Linked DNA regions of Zea mays: region 1 is linked to region 2. A link is a contact called in public Hi-C data. All regions are on one chromosome and are shown on one strand. The core of a region is the stretch at or near the end of the contact, and the rest is flanking DNA. Distances in the headings are between cores, read along the strand shown. Region 1 holds the start of LOC100383433 (Phox (PX) domain-containing protein). Region 2 holds the start of LOC100281588 (purple acid phosphatase).

Region 1 (2,700 bases), core at 164-2,663, 520 kb after region 2:
GCTTAGCTGACAGAAGAGATAAAGTACAATCCCAGTCAAGCATGCGAGTCAACTCATCAGAGAATATTTTGCTGCCAGTGAGGCCATCTTGAGAAGCGACTGGCACACTGAGGCTACTGGCACCTCCGGTACGACGCTGCTAGTAAAACTTATTTCACCCTCCTATAGGAAAGGGAAGAGACAATATTCTTTCGTATAAGCAGACATAGAGCCAACATTCTTTCGCATAAAGTTCTGAACCGATGGCTATGAACTATTCTAAAAATTGACTTGCTAATTTGCATATGGATATATATTTCATTATGACGTGAAAACAATTTGCAAGTATGTATGATATGTTGTTTTACTAAACGACTTGACCAATCTATATTTTTGGTACAAAACGAATAAAAATTAGTTATCATAGTTATAATTGATATTAAACGCAAAGAAAATCATACAGCGCATCGAGGTAGCAAACTCACGTAAAAAGTATCATGGTTGGCCGGAACACGACCCGGTTTTAATTTTCCCCTATTTTTTTATAAAACTCTATATTATACTTGATTATAAATTATAAAACGAAAAATGTGTGTGTCATGTTGGCTAGACAGATGTGAGTTTAAAGCAAACAACCATGATTCAAATGACATTCACATTTACATACTTGCACGACTGTGCACATGCAAGCTTTGCATGGAGCGAAGGCGTTTGCATGCATGGTTGCATGCACCAATTTAGTTGCATACTTGCATGCGTGATTCGTGTGTGGGTTTAGTGGTTGCATGCAGACTGGGACCGGCTGCATGTGTGGCCACGCACGGGGACGCCGCAGACGCCAGCAGAGGATTGCATGCAGACTGAGGCCGGTTGCATGCGTGGCCACGCACGGGAACGCAGAGGATTGCATGCATGCATGTAGAGGATGGAGCGGGGGCACGGATGTGGTCTACATTAAGCTCTTAATAGTTAGTAGAGATAAGAACTTAGCCAGAGGAGAGACGAGTGGTGTGGACTGTGGGGGATGTAGCGGAGCGAGGAGGGAGGGAGAGCAAAGAGTGCAGGAATCGCACATACCGGAGCGGAGGCGGTGTAGACCACCGTGGACGCGTGCTCTCAGCCCACGGTAAAAAATAACGGAATGAGTATATAGAAAAATAGAATATATTTTGAATTCTATTTCTACGAAGTTAGTATACCAATAGAATATAATTGGATTTTTGCCACTCACAACGTTGTCTTCTTGTTATAATTACCACTGTGTCTATGAATTGTGGGTCCAGCTGTGTCTATGAAATGTGGATCTGATGGCAATTTTACAAACCTGTTTGTTGCTGATGACAAATATCAGAATCTCTCAAAATGCGAAGCGCCTTGTAGAAGAAAATCCAAATTTCTGCACCACCGCGGCGGAACCAACCGTGGCAGGGGACGGCCAAGGGCGGTCGCTGCCTTGCCTGGCGTTGACAGTTTGATGCGACCGCGGGAGCGTCCGCCCGACCGCCACCGCGTCCGCCTCAGCTCCCCTCGCTTCCCTCTAATTTCCAGCCCAGTAGTAGGGAGACTAGAATCGTCGGCGCGACGCCTTGGCAGATTCGTCCGCCCCGATCCCACCACCACCGTGCCCCGCGGGTGACGTCGGACCGGCGGCGATGGCAACGTCGGCGGCGGCGGGATCGCGCAGGAAGGCGCCGAGCCCTCCGAAGCACCGCCACGACGGTACCTCGCCGCTGCCTCTCGGCATGGACTGGAGCCCTCCCCCGAAGAGATGGGTAAGCGCCCGCCGCCCGCGACCCCCCTCTCGCATCTCTACTACCCAACCCCGTCGAGGTGCACCGTCCGGCTCGTCTTGATCCATGCACCGCTATGATCTCGGAGGCAGATGCGTGCCCCGCCAGCTACGTTGCTACCTGCTGGGGAGACCGGCGATCCCACCTCAAGGGCTAGATTTGATGCTGGTTCAGTCCGTTCTGGGGACGTAGATGTGTTTTAGTGTATTGGGGGTTGTCGATCGTGGGCAGGCGTTTTCGACCTGGATTTTGCTGCAGCTGAGTAGCGCGTGCTAGTATTGGGTCCAGGTATCAAATGTGTGCGTTAGGATCTGCAGTAAAATTCGCCAAAGTAGAGCGACCCGTTGTGCATGGTTGCTGATTCAGTAACTTAGAGCTTTCCTTCGATTAGGGTGTTAGATTTCTCCTGTTTAACTGGCAAACAGTAGAATAGGGACTTGACACGTTAGTTTACACAGTGGGATTGGATGAGTCGATTCCATTTTTCTTGTTCACTTTACTAGGATTTTGTATTATGTTTCTCTTGCAAGGAGTTGATTATGAGTTTCATGGTGTACTTCTGCTGAGTGGTCTTGAAAAAAATCAGATGTACCCAGCTTCAAAATATTGATTGCCTTGTTAATAAGTAGGTGTCTTGTGTCTTCTCTTCTGTGGAGTCTTGAGTGTAGCTTTGCTTACCTGGAATATAGGTGCCAGTTGTAATTTAGCTGCTTGATGTTTTGATCCTTTTCGTGTTATCATTTTAATTTCTTCCAATGCTGTCCCAATGGTCACTACTTCTGCCTGAAATAATTCTGCATGCCTATTGGGCAAAATTCACTGATGCATGCATATGTGGCAGAATTTCCATGAAAAGCTGCCCGTGTTCTAACAAGAAACATTTCATCTACTCACTGTAGTATTTGTTTCCACACAACTCTGAAACTATCCA
Region 2 (2,700 bases), core at 21-2,520:
AAACCATGCTGGCATGGCATCATTCTATCATAAAAGAAAGATCTTCTTGCAAATTCATTAGGTTACTACACTGACATTAGCAGAAATCAAAATATCAACAACAGAATTTCTACATCTGTATACTCCCCTTTTTTCGGACAGAACACAGCTGCTGATTCATTTTAGTTTGCATTAAACACCAGAGAACAGGAAAAGCACACACACACTTGCACAATTCAGGGCTGTACTTAAGTTTGCAAGCTATAAGTTTAGTTAAAACTTCACAAAATCATTTACCATGGATGATCCTAAAACCAACAAGCAGCCGGGCTCTCATCAATTTGCGTCAGTTCAACATTCAGTAAATGCTTGCATACCTCTAATTTCCTAGCAATCAAAACTGCTTCAATAGGCAGCTTTAGTTACATGAATGAATTGTTTGAAATCCACACAAAATACAGGCATATCCAGCAACCAAAAAGAGCACTAAATCGAAACTTGCAAAAGATATACCCCAGAGCAACATCAGGAGCAACTAATTTAGAACTGAGTGACACTTATACAATCCCTAAACGATGCAAACCTAGGCAGTGGGAGCTGGATCACTTACCATCGATCTTGACGCGGCCGGCGATCGTGTAACCCTCTCCAGACCTAGAGCCACCAACGACAAGCGCCAAATCGGGAGAGCGGTCAGCAAAGCATCCGGCCGATCGGATCACGGAACGAGCGTAGGTGAAGGACAGGGACACCTACCCGGCTTGATGCGCTGCCGCGGTACCGAGGCAGGCCGATGTGACGGACACGAGGAGAAACAGGAGCAAGTGCCCGTGGCAGAGGGAGGAAGCGGCCATCGTCGCCGTGGTCGTCGTTGCTCGTCACGGTCGCCGAAGGCCGGAAGGGGGCAGTAGAGCTGGTCGGCTCGTCGCGGCCTTTTTCGGTTTGTGATGTGACGGATGGTTGCACTTCGGTTCGGTTTATTCTCATAGTGGGCTTCGGTCGAGCTCTTATTTTGGCTCAAACGCAATGGGCTCTATTGGGTCTAGTTGGGCTAGGCTAGTGATCTATCCTATCCTGATGATCAGATCCGGCCCAGAAAACCGTGGAATCTGTCAGGTGACGAGAGGAGAGAGAGACGGCGGCGGGCCCGCCGCCAACCAACCTTAATGAGTGTCGCAGTCGCAGGTGGGACCCGTTTGTCAGTTATGTGACTCATCCCGGATTCCCGGTCCAGGCTGGCGTCGCAAATGAGTGGGCTGGGCTCTTATATTTGCCGTTCCGTCACGGCTTTGCTCGCCAAACTGACTGATTGTCTGATTGTGATTGCGGCAGCACCGCCGACCACGAGCCCGCCGAAAGGCTCCTCCGCCTGCCGTTCCAGGGTGCACTGCCGCCATTGCTCATCTCCCCGTGGTGCGGAGGTCCACCCGGGCGCCAATTGGTCTCCTCTTTCGTTGGCAGGTAATCCTAGGACGGCCTCCGTTTCTCTGAAGAGTTGTCTCGCTTGCTAGCAGATCCAAATCTTGTCTGTCTCTGTCTCTGTCTCTACGTTGGTTCGGTGTGTTGTGTACTGGTGTACTGCGTGGTGCCCTGTTAGTCCAAATCCATTTATCCATATTTTGGCTAGGTTTCTTTGCTTCTTCATCAGGCTCAAGATCGACACTAGTTGGCTGGCACCACACTACTTCTTGAGTTCTTGGTGCCCAATAAATCGGGGATACAACGAAACTCGTGCGAACTGTTGTTCGTGCAGAACTTATTATAAACAAAATCAAACACTTTTTGCAAAGGTTATGTGTCCTGAGCCTACTGATGTGTTAAGAAAAAATCACTCAGAATTACTACTCTTGTTAAATGGATGGTGAGTATGAAATCCCAAGCAGAAATGAATTCAGTTGTTAGAATAGTTCCTAGTTTCTGCTCACCTTTAGCGCATCAAGAAAAAACCAAGTAAAGAGAAAGAGGTACTGTCGTTGGAATTGAAGTGCATGTTATCAGGTGCCTGAGACTTATTTGTCTTCGTTTGTCCTTCCTCATCTGCACACTTGTGCTGCTCCGTATGTTCTTTCTTCTATTTGTTTGCTCTTACTATTTCTTGAATGACAGCTCTACGGCCAATAAATATGTAGTTTGGCCGTGTTCTCCTATTCGGTTTTTTTTTCACACTAGAGTACGCGCTGTAGATTTACTTAAGATGGTTGTTTCTATGATTCAAGATTCTTTCTATCCTTTTTTAGTTGGACTACAATAGGTTCCTAGTAACCTCGAATGGTTATGATCTATATTGTCATGGGTAGGGTCCACCAGACTAATAGCTGGAAAATTGGATGTTTTCCTTTTCTATGAGATATTCTAAAAGATTCTTCCTTCATTGGTTTCTGCAAAAGACTTGCCAGCTACTTTTACTATGTAATAAATGAGTAATCATATTTGCATTTAAGGGCGATGTGTCATGGTTTGGCAATATCACGATAATAAGGCAACGTTAATGTTTCTTTAGCCATATTCTGACATTGTATTTAAGACCGCAGTGATGATATTAGATTCTTAGGCTAATCGTGTTAATACCAAAGAATCGAACTAATCAGATCTATATGTTCTGCTGTTCTTACACAATTTAATAACTTTAGTTGCTATTCTTCAGTTCTTCTGACCATGTCTTGTGTGTAGTAGTAATACAGCGTTGCTGGTTCATTGGTATAATATTTCTGTTTTCTGATC

The links. Hi-C and Micro-C count contacts between places; a contact is called where the count stands out from the background.
Region 1: a contact with region 2 is called in a Hi-C map of endosperm, with 3 times the contacts expected there. The contact joins the promoter of LOC100383433 here to the promoter of LOC100281588 in region 2. A contact is called at or near these places in 5 of 25 Hi-C or Micro-C datasets (bundle sheath, ear, endosperm and 2 more).

The regions. Positions count from the first base shown.
Region 1 is chr9:100,100,163-100,102,862 of Zm-B73-REFERENCE-NAM-5.0, forward strand. LOC100383433 (Phox (PX) domain-containing protein) reads left to right here and starts at 1,414. Exons shown (of 10, transcript NM_001176083.1): 1 at 1,414-1,751. The coding sequence starts at 1,632.
Region 2 is chr9:99,579,243-99,581,942 of Zm-B73-REFERENCE-NAM-5.0, forward strand. LOC100281588 (purple acid phosphatase) reads left to right here and starts at 1,271. Exons shown (of 10, transcript NM_001154507.3): 1 at 1,271-1,440. LOC100277198 (ER membrane protein complex subunit 7-like protein) reads right to left here and starts at 958. Exons shown (of 7, transcript NM_001407177.1): 1 at 736-958; 2 at 590-633. The coding sequence starts at 833.